2 separate regions of the Sparus aurata genome follow, and region 1 is linked to region 2. A link is a contact called in public Hi-C data. All regions are on one chromosome and are shown on one strand. The core of a region is the stretch at or near the end of the contact, and the rest is flanking DNA. Distances in the headings are between cores, read along the strand shown. Region 1 holds the start of thrb (thyroid hormone receptor beta). Region 2 holds the start of nr1d2b (nuclear receptor subfamily 1, group D, member 2b).

The links. Hi-C and Micro-C count contacts between places; a contact is called where the count stands out from the background.
Region 1: a Hi-C map of skeletal muscle shows a contact between it and region 2, with 4 times the contacts expected there. The contact joins the promoter of thrb here to the promoter of nr1d2b in region 2. A contact is called at or near these places in 2 of 2 Hi-C or Micro-C datasets (skeletal muscle and an unstated tissue).

What each region holds. Positions count from the first base shown.
Region 1 is chr3:29,741,834-29,747,902 of fSpaAur1.1, reverse strand. thrb (thyroid hormone receptor beta) reads left to right here and starts at 1,308. Exons shown (of 9, transcript XM_030412039.1): 1 at 1,308-1,799.
Region 2 is chr3:29,562,626-29,568,175 of fSpaAur1.1, reverse strand. nr1d2b (nuclear receptor subfamily 1, group D, member 2b) reads right to left here and starts at 3,821. Exons shown (of 8, transcript XM_030412025.1): 1 at 3,309-3,821; 2 at 698-928; 3 at 180-268. The coding sequence starts at 3,327.

The DNA.
Region 1 (6,069 bases), core at 59-2,558, 180 kb before region 2:
GAAGAATGTGTGGAATACAAATGGTGATATCTCTGGTTCTATTGTATTGATTTTGATCATTTGTTTTTATATTGTTCACATGAATCCAACAGTGTTATATGAGTGCAATGCTAGAGCTGTGGACTGCTTTTCAAAACCTGGTGCCTACATTACCAACAATGTAAGGTAGCCACTGAGTGTTCCTGCTGGAGGTAATCTATTAGATTACATGCAGCTTCCTCTGGAGCCACTACATTTTTCACACAGACTGTAGTACACCCTAAGACCTGTAAACACACTTTAATGTGTAAAATTGCCCTTTAACTCCTGTGTGGCCCTTATATGAATTGGCTGTGCTCTAGACCTGTGATCCCCATCCAAGGGTACTTGCCCCGCAGGGGGTACTTCACTTATTGTTGTTGAATTTACATGGAGAGACTGTAAATTAGCTCAGTGACTTTTGAGTAATTGCATTCATGAGTTGATCAAAAAATACATCCAGATATTGAATCAGCCATAAAATAAAATAAAATATGTTTTAAGTTAAGAAGAGAAATTAAGAGAATGGGAAAGCCAATAAGCAAATGAGCAGAGGTTAAAAAAATGTGTGGTAAAGGTGTTAAAGAACTGAAATAATGAGCTAAGTAAAAAAAATTTACTGTTCTAATAGGCCATTTAAAGCTTTTGTCACTTCATGTGATGCAAAACTGACGAAACCAAATTCAACTTTTCAGTTAATTACAGTGAACATTACAGTTCAATGGCATAAAACAAATTTATGCCACTTTACTATGATTACAAAAGATTTTCGGATCCCCTGCTCTAGACAAGTCTGGTGACATACATGAAATATATATTTTTGGCTTGGATTTGTTGAGCACACGAGAACATACAGGCACAACCTAAATCTATAAAAATACAGAAATCATAAAAAACATATAATGAAAATAAAACAATATAAATGTAAATGTATGTCATTAAATACATTGAAAATACAATAAAATTAATTATATTCATTTTAAATAAATAAATATAACCTTTTACTCAAACATAATAATAATAGCAATAATAATAATAATATTACTTCTACTACTACTACTATTACTAATGATTATGAGATGATGATGATAATGATAATAAAAAATAATGATAATAACAAGAATGAAATGGTAATAATAATAATAATAATAATAATAATAATAATAACAATAATAATAATAATAATAATAATAATAATAACTCTATCCAAATCCTTCCCCTGCTTTTATTGACCACTGACACACACACACACACACACACGCACGCACACACACACAGCTGGAGCAGTATGTTTCCTGCTGTACATGTACCAGGCCCACTGTTAAGGCAGCCAACCGCCATCGCAAAAGAAAAAAAAAAACTTGGGAGTTTGTAGTAAGGGCGAGGCTTATTTTGTTCCGTTCCTGCCTGTGAGTCGGCTCTCTGATTCTCTGTAGCGATCAGTCGGAGCGCTACAATTGTCAGTTTCGTAAGTCTGCCGCTTTTAAAGCTTTGTTTTGGGATCTATGGCGAAGTTTTCTGCCTTCGGAGCACGGAGTGTACCGCGTACCGCACACTGGTAGCCCATACTACACTCTCTCCACGCAGATACAGGACACACGCAGACACACGCATAGCTCTCGCCTGATTTGCACTAGCGCGGGTCATTTCAGGTTAAACCCTGGCGCTGTGTCCCGTTCAGTTTAGCCGACGGAGATCGACACTGGTTCCAGTTGAGGAGGAATGCACGAGCACTGGGACATCAAATAACATTTGGATACGAGCTTCGTCTTGCATATGCGGTATGTTTCAATTTTGGAATATTTCTGACCATAGTCTAGCCAATGACAGCCTCTCCAAAAAACTGGGTGTCTGACAGTACAGCAGCTAGGTGGCCATACACTGCGCCTCGTAAGCTAAATGTCACAATAATGTCCACGCTTCTTTAACATGACCACCAGTGTGTTACGTCCTATGGAGGGAATAGTGTTTGCCAAACTTCATTAACAATTTCATCAATTCTGTGCTGCCTCGCCAATCGGCAGACAGTTCACTCCAGGTGAACATGACTTGGACCTTTCCAGAATCATATGAGTCTTAATGACAATTCGGATTACAATTAATTCCGAAAGCAGTGCGTTATGACTGTCATATTTAAACTTTATTATTGCTTACCACTGAGCTCCCTTACGCCCACGATGGTGTATTTTATCGTAATGAGATTGCAGGATGAAAGGACAATTGATCTAAAAAGTTAAAATTGCATTCGTTTTTTGAGCTTTTTTAATCACGCCGAATTGAACACCGCCTCATAATTATTCAAGTCGAACTCAGGAATTGCTTTAATGGGATGTTAATTTCTACAAAAAGCGAGAGCACCTTAAAATGATGGATTTTTGGCTCGAGGTTCTGTCAGTGCAAGAGAAAAACAGCACGGACCCGGACTAGCTTTATGAAGACTTGAGGGAGTTGGGTTATGGGCCCAAGTGATCGTTTCTCTGGGAGCCTAGGGCGCCCTAGTAGTTTAGGATGATGATCGTCCGTCAGGGTCTTGCTCATTTTTACTTCCGTGGCCTGGGATATATGTCAGAAACGTATTTAAGCTCACCATTCTGATGTAACCTTTGCTTTCGCTTTGGCAACGTGAACTCGCTGAAGCACTCGATCAACATCTGGCATGTGAAAATAAGCAATCCTTTCACAGTGCATTAGTTACCTTAAAGGTTGGACTTTTGAATGTTACAGTTCAGTGTACTGGTGACATTGCACAAACGCAAGTCTGAGTTGTTTACTAGTGCTGTGTTTGACTGAATACGCGGCATTAGCCCCAGGGCATGATTTGTTTATGAGTATAAAGTTAGCTCGGCTCATTTACACTTTATTATAAACAGTCCTGTTTGTTGCAGTATGAAAGGAGACATGTTACCATATGAGCATGGAATGATGCCTTCGAAGGCTGTCAGAAAATACAAGTGCGCTCGTGCATGAACGATCCAGCAAGGTGACGGTGGGAGGTTTTCTGCCTGAGTGTTGAGATGTGAGGTTCAGGGGGCGGATAGCTGTGGACTTAGAGAGCAGCTGCTGTTGTAAGTAATGTATATGATAGTCATGAAAGCACATTTTCCCCCTTAGTGCCAAAAACATACGGATAAGTAAAACATTTTTTTTTTACATGTATTTATAAAAACGCAGCATCAGAAAAAAGCGTCTCAGTTACTGGCCATTTTTGTGCACATTGGTTACATCTGTTCATATTTAGAAAAGCATTAATGTATTTAAAAAAATGTTGACACGTTGCTGATACTGCCATTTTTATTTTCAAACGAGAAGGACTAAAATGCACGACTGTCCATATTTACATCATGCAGTAAGGGAGTTTCCAAGGAGCAACTGAAGGCAGCATCAGTCCTCAGCTGAGGGTATTTAAGGTCGTGCAGTCAGCCTATTTTCCGCTGTTTTGTGGGAGCCTGTGTGAACATCTTCAACTCACAGACCAGGCTCGTGTTAGCAACAGTGCTGCCTAGAGTTTATATGTATTTCTGCAAGATGCATACAGCAGATTTTGTTTAAAAAACATGCCATTTGTAGACATGCAGGAACAGTCCTTGGTACAAACAGCTGGAAAGCGTTAGTATTGACACCCCATTTGATGTGTCTGTTGGAACTTCCTGTAGTGTTTTGAAAGTAGGGCTGGAGGATAAGCAAAACAAAATTATATTGCAACTATTTTGACAGATATTGTAACTGTGATGTGAGTCATGATTTCAGTGGGCATTTTAATTTTTGCATTTCTTTTTACCTTCTATATAAAATATTGATGATGTAATCTTTGTTGGGGTCTGTACCCGACAACCATGTTGCCTTATGTCTGGAGATTATGATTTGTAGGCCAGGGCATCTCTGTAGCCACACAGTGCCTAATTTTTAATAGTATGTTGTGAAATGTTCAAGGCGAGCTAAAAAAAAAACACAAAAAAAAACCTTACAGCTCCTGAATTTGGATATTGCATGTGGCCATATTGTGATAATATTGAGATTAATAGTCAGCCCTTATAAAAGGGATGAACAATTAGAGGCTATGCCCCTTTGATGACAGTTGGACAAAGCATGCCAAGAGTTTAACACATTGATAGACATTTTGCTCAAAATGTATGGTGCAGATTAAAGTGGCCTTTGACACAGTGTCATGAACTATTCCGTGTAATTGATTAATTTTAGTTCTTCAAGTTGCAGATTGGTCAAGAGCATTTATTTAACATTTTTCCATTCATTTACAGAAAAACTAATATTTGATTCAGTAACAAAAGGCACATACTAATTTGAAACTTTGTATTCTCCTAAAAAGGAAGGAAGGTACTTGTTAGGTTTGAACCTTTAGTTTTCATTTGGCATGATGAAAAAATGATTTCATACAAACCTATTGTGAGTTTTACACATTTCAACATGTGGACCTGGAGTGAGAAGGTGGTAAATATTAATAAATGCCCTACAGGCTTCAGATAAACACATACAGGTGTGTCCACTTATTTAGCCTGATTAGACATCCTCTCAGCATTGTGTGTATCTCCAGAGCAGGCTTGATTGATATACCTCACCCTTTGGTTTCCCATCAACAATGGGGTCGAAATTTCCTTGTTGAAATTTCCAACTTCCTACCTTCAAGTGTTCCAGGTGCACACCAAAAGTAAACAAACAACTTGGCTGACTGCAACAGAATGATGTCTCTTTGACAAGTGTACACGAGTGAACCCCTTAGCGGTGTGCTTGTAAATATAAACAAAATAAAGGAGGAAAAACAACATGTGAGGTAATAGGCGCCATCATACATTTTATTTTAAAGCAGTTTACTATTTGGAAACATTCCAAATATTCCATTCACTAGCCATAGAGCTACCTCTAACAGACTCAAAGGTGGGATTACTTAAGTATAACGAGCTAGGGCAGGTTGTCCACCTGCCATATATTGTACTTAATGTAGAAAAAGTAAAGTATAGCTAAACTTAACTCTGCATCATTTATAGAGATGTCTCCAGCCTCCTTACCCCTTGTATTTATTTCGATGTGTCTGTAGTTTTTCTGGCTGTGATGAAGGTTTTATGTAACAGAGCTTTTCATTTGTGAAATTTAATGTATTTATATTGTTTTACTCATTTTATTGTAGGCCTACCACAGGCCGAGTATGCACCATCCAACTTTATTCAGAGATATAAGGATTAGTTAATCAATCATACAGTTAATAAAAAGAAAATGTAATGTAATTTGTATAATCAATTAACCAAGTCATTGACAAACAAAGATGCCAATCTGCCTAAATCAATACATTTATATTTTTAAAAATAAATTCTTACAAAGAAATAACACATTAAACTTGCTTTTAGGACTGTTTTGGTCTGTCAAGTATTTTTTTTTCATTGGTCGCAGGAAAGTAAGCCTAAAAAAATGTTTGAGGTAATGAAAATTTCTTGTTGACTGTAATTTAAATGTAAGTGTAAAAAGTAAGTCTGTAGCACTGCTTGATGATAGTTGTAAAATTATGGATTTTAACTAGTGCCTTCTGTCAGCAGACATTTTCACATTAATGTTAATATGTAATCAAATGCAATAGGCCATTGACATTTGATTAGATTTTTTTCACAGAAGCCACTTTGACAAGTCATGGAATGAAAGACCTACGGTTCGTCGCCCTTAGGGATGTAGACGATTAACATACCAGCTGCCGAAAAATATGTTTTACCGCTTCCGCATATCAGTCTATAGGTTAATTTGCACATGGACACTCAAATGTGAGTTAAAATGTTTGATGCCGCTCTTTAATTTTGTAATATTTTTTGAACCAACACTCATGTCATTGCCAGCCAGGGGGAGAAAGTGTGATGTGCTGGTCCAAAGAGATGAGCAGACAATTAGTGTGATAGATGGCAAGGGATTCAAATAGTTAGTTGGGTAGTAGTCGAGTCTCTGTACATTATGCCATTAAGTGCTACTGTGACTAAACACTTTGAATAGCACTTTGAAAAGAAGAATGATGAGCTAAGAGTGACTGCATGACAGATCTCACAAGCGAAAGTTAAC
Region 2 (5,550 bases), core at 2,572-5,071:
ATTTAAATATGGGGAGCCTGAACTAGTTTCCTTCAGTCTCTGGATGGTCCTGTACAGATGGCTGCACTAGCAGTGACCCACTTCAACTGCAGCCCAAAGTCATTGCTACACTCACCACTGTGATTTTCATTCAATGTTTGATGTGTGCATGTGTGTGTGTTTATGTGGGCTTTTCTCACCTTGCAGCCCTCACAGGCATGGACGCCATAGTGAAACCCAGAGGCAACGTCTCCACATACCTTACAAAGTAGCACCAGGCCATTGATTTCTGATAGATACAAAAACATATTCTTACAATTGGTCTGAACACAACGGTGATTTGCATATTTTAATGCCTTACATGAACAACGTTATTTTGGATACTACCAACCATTTCCCTAAATGTAACTAGTTTAGTTACATTTATTTCCTGTCATGTCAGAGTTTTTTCTGTGAATTTGGTGGTTTTAGCAATTCAATTCAGTAAATGTTTACATCAACTTGTGTTGCCTCGAAAGGGACAATGATGATGATGAGGACTTGAAAGTTATCATCAGTTAAAGCAGTGTTGAATAGGACTCTAGGTACTGTATCGTAGGCAACCTGGATGACTGAGAACCTTCATCAACTTGAATAGAGACTGTTTCCTCCCTGTTTCTACATTCATTAAAATGGGCAGAAAGCATCTTCCTAGCACATAATTGATTGACCGACTTACTTGTAATGCCGCATTTTGCAGTGGAGGAAGAGCGTCCACTTTTCTGAGTCCCTGGGAGGTTTTGGCTGGACGTGGGGAGGGCAGGGTCAGCAGGCTGACCATGCTGATGGCAGCTGGGCGAGGATCCGCGAGGCGGGGATGACGACTGGTAGCTGCCGTTGGAGGAGTCACTGTGGCATGACTCAGGGCTAGAGCTGGAACTTGAGGAACTGATGTAGGCTATTACACCTCCTGGTGGACAAAGGCAGAGAGAAATGGGTCATGATGACACAAACTGCAATACAGCTTTCATTTGTATTTTTAATCTATATGTTTTTGGTTTTTTTTAAATACTTTACTTCCCATCAATAAAACCCATTAAAAAGCCCAAATTAACAGTGAATGGACTGTACTAACAGTTATTGTGAGCACCAAAGTCTGATATGTCTTATCATGCAGTGCTACAGAGCTCTATTGTTGTCCAAAAAACACTAAAAAACATCAGTGAGCAACACTGTCCCACTGCATAAAATGATCCTTTACTACCATGAACATGCACGCTGTAATTAATTTTAATTTAATCCTACATACATGATCGTGCTGCCAAAAAATACTCAATAAACAAATGTGTATGAATCCGCTGTTGAAAATAGTCCCCAACAAATGCCTCATATCCTCCTGTCAACATTTAATAAATATGATAAACTGACAAAAAGATCAACTTCATTCTTTAATTTTACTCTTTAATTTTTTGGTCATTCCATCATTCCATAAATCTTAATGTTTTCTTATACTGATTTTTTTTTTTTTTTTTTTTTTTTTTTTTTTTTAGCAGCAACCTCCAGTGTCCAGTCTTAATATATTTAATTCAATCCTTAACTATTCAAGTTTCTGTAGGTGGTGCTTGGCATTATCCTTTATCTGTTCTGTCATGGGGGCTATGACTGACTCCCTGCTGCTTCCTTTTGCTTAAATGAAATGTAATTTTCTCTCAGCTTCAGATGCTTTTACTGTGGGATGTACAAACTTAACATAACGAGGGCAGATCAAAACATGACGACAACAGCTTCCTCAGCCAGGTTGCTACTGCTGCTGAGCCAGTTTTTCCCCTCAACATAGACTGACCTGATTTCTTCCCCCTGCTATTCTCAGTGATTAGGTAACAGCCATTACATAATGTCAGCTTCACATGGGTGTGTGTAGTAGGCAGTCTGGCCCCTCCCTGCAGCCATTCACATATACAGGCTGCCAATCAAACGGATCCAGTAGCAAATCACATTCTGAATGGGTCCATTTTATTTCACCTAAAACGTACAGATATTGCCAATATATTTCAACCTAAATAGTTGGACAAGACATCCTGCATTTTAGTTTGATGACTTCCAGACAAAATTCGATAAGTAATACATGACAGTAGTGTCATGAATGTAGACTGGGAAACATGTACAACATCATTTCCAGAGAAAAACAACAACTTTAAAAAGCTGACCTTATTCATCAGCTCTGACCCAACTGAAAGCCCACCTCCTCTGAAACAATATTCCATAAATCATTTCAAGAAATGAGTGTCATTGCATCATAGTCTCAATGAAACTACCCATCATATCTGTGCAAAGATAAATTGGAGCACTTGACAAAGCCAGACAAAACACAACTTCAGAATAATATTGTGTGAAAATATCATGAATCATTTCAAAGTGTAATGATATTAACAATATAGTCTGCTCCAAATTGAGCAATTATTAATCCTGCATAGTACATAATTGCGTTGAACTGTAGTGCCAAGTGAAATATTGAGAGTCAAGTCATCAAATTTGTTGTCTTGGCTTGATTTATTCTATTTAAAAGCTGGAAAACTGTAATAAATGAGAAGGTGCGGCACTGAATGGGAAATGTCACAATTGACTGGAAACCTACTGGGCTGTACCAAGGGAAATGTGACAATCTACACTAACCGTTTCTATTACCACCCTGACTTCATTAAATTAGTCATTTCAACATTATAACCACGGTTCAGATGGATGTTAATTTGAGAAATATGTTTCAGCCCAAAACGTTCTGAGTGTCGCTGTGTAACAAAGACTAGTGTGTCCCACGGGCCGTGAATGCGCCATAACTTTAGGCGTTCTTCAACACGCCCCCACGTGGACCAAAGCAAGTTCCTTCCCGGGAAAACTGGGTCAACGCGCGGTGCTGCGAGATGCCTCACGTGTATCCGCGGCGAGACGCCACACCAGCTCGATGGGAGGAATTATGCAATAGCAACGTCACGGCGTCAGTCGGCCAATGTGCTGCGACGCACGAGGAGCGTAAACAGAGGTGCACATGGCTAGGCTGATGGGTCCATGTGAGAGGAGACGACTGCAGTGCTGCTGAGGCCAGCTACTTGGGTAACAACAACAACCCACTGGTACTCCTAACCCAGTTAAACCTGAACACACCAGTGGACATTCTTATCTGCAACATTTAAGGTGTTTTCGACGGTTTTTAATAGAAGACAAGAGCGTCCCTTCATTATACTAGTCTTGCACCTTTTACGACACATAATTTCACTGAATCAGTAGCTCAATATTAATACACACAAGTAGCGATGCAGCTACTGTCATTGAAATGAGAGTTAAAGCTCACTTACCAGCTTTGGTTGACTCCATTTTATGAGAGTTTGGGGGTTTTCCTCCTCCTCTGCTACCTCAGTGCCGAAGCCGTGTTTCTATTTTAGTGTTCAGCAACTGGAAAGTCGCTGATTAGTCTCGGCTAAGAAATTGGCTTTTAAACTACAACATTTACGCCAGAACCCGATAAAGACCGTAAAAATACGGTGGGTTGTCAGTGACAGACGGACTAGCGAAGATATAATTACACAGGGAAGAAAAATGTCATTTCAAACCGAAGCAGCAAGTTTTCACAGACCCGATTTCAATGACACCAAAAGGGCAGATTTTTCCTCCTCGAAGCCGGCGGTGAATTTCTTCTGTCAGTTGAGAGAAGCAACACGACTCGTCTGTTTTTGAGCTACACTACAAATAAACCAGACTCCATTCGACGGTGGAACAAGAAAAAAGCTGCGTTGAAGGCGCCAGTGGTTTAGAGGACTGGTTTTGCAGTGGCTGTTTCGAGTAGCGAGTGCAACCATGTGACCCAGTTCACCGGCTCCTCCCTCCCTGCAGCCCTGCACTGGTGTCAATGTAACCCACTGACATACTTTCACCAATCAAATTGAACAGAACAGTTGGCAAGTACATCCTGCTTTAAAAAAAACAAAAAAAAACGAGTATGTTGCAACATATTATAGGTGGCTCATAAATATTTTAATTCACATAGATTAGTCTGATACAAAGTAGTTCTTGTTTTTTATGTGAAGAGGGCAGGTGTAAATCTCTGACAAACTAATTGGCAGGTATCTCTGCACACAGGTAAAATTTCCCATTCATTATCTTTATTTGAACGCCATTATACCTTTCATATATTGCAAAAGCAACTTCTTTTCCTGTATAAACATCATTCTCTGGTGATGATCCAAGTTGACATTGGGCAAGCAGTGGGTACACCCTGGATATCAGCCAGTTCATCATAGGGCTGACGTATAGGGAAAAAACAACCATTGACACTCACATTCACAGCTACGGGTAATCTAGATTGACTGATTAACCTAACTTGCATGTCTTTGGATTGTGGGAGGAGTACCTGGTGAAAAAACCAACGCAGACTAGGGGTGGGCGAAACTGCAAATTTTGGTATCGATCCGATACCAAGTAAATACAGGGCCAGTATTGCTGATAGCGATACCGATACTGATACTTTTTACTTGAAAATTCCTGATCAAATAATGATTTTGTACTTTTGCCTTTAATTAGTTGACCATGATTATAATAACGATAAACAGGACAAAGATTTTAGCCAAATAAGAAAATTATATTTAACATAATTAAATCTATAACCTATCCGCATATAGCCTAAATAGGAATACTAGTGTTCCTTCAACAGAGACACAAAGGGGTTATTATATTCTTGAGGTAGGATATATATCTTAGTATAAGTATATATTTTTGATTTATATTTACAGTGAACCTGAGTGAGCGGAGTGAGAGAGGTGAAGAGGAGCGCTGCGCTTTAAGGACTGAGACTGAGGACAAAGCTGCGCTCACACAAACTCTGTGAAGAAATACAAGTGATTTGCTGAATTTATAGAAGAGAAACTGCAACAAAAATATCAATCTCATCACGCTAGTATCAATCCGATACTAATACTCACCTTGGTATCGATACTATCAATATTTGGATCGATCCGCCCATCCCTAACGCAGACACAGGGAGAACATGCAAAATCAGCACAGAGAACCCCTACCCCAGCTGGGACTTGAACCTAGGACTTTGTGCTGGGCAACAGTGCTTAACCACTGCAACGCCTTGCATGGTAGCAAGCTGGAAAAATATTAATATCATAAGTACATTTTAAACATTTTTGGAAATATTAATATTTAATTGATGCTGTGAATTGTACGAGTTAAAGGGGCTCTGTGGAACTTCTGTTTTGTGCTGGAAGCTGGTCATTATTTTATGTTATCGGACTTCATTTCTGAACTAATACAGCTTTTCCAACCAAAATCAGCAGTTCTACACAGGCTTTTTATATGCAGGTCATCCTTCTAAAAATTGCTTTTTGACGCCATTCCCACTTTCCGTAGGCATGGCAGCCCGTCTGTGATGACAAAGCGTTACATTGTACATCACTGATGTCATGTTTCACGTCACAAATGCAGTGGAAACAGTTGAAACAGAAGAAAAAAAGTCAATCCTTAAGAATAGAATAGAATAGAATAGTCTTTATTGTCATTGTACAGGAGGGTACAATGAAATTGAGGGTGCTCTCGCAG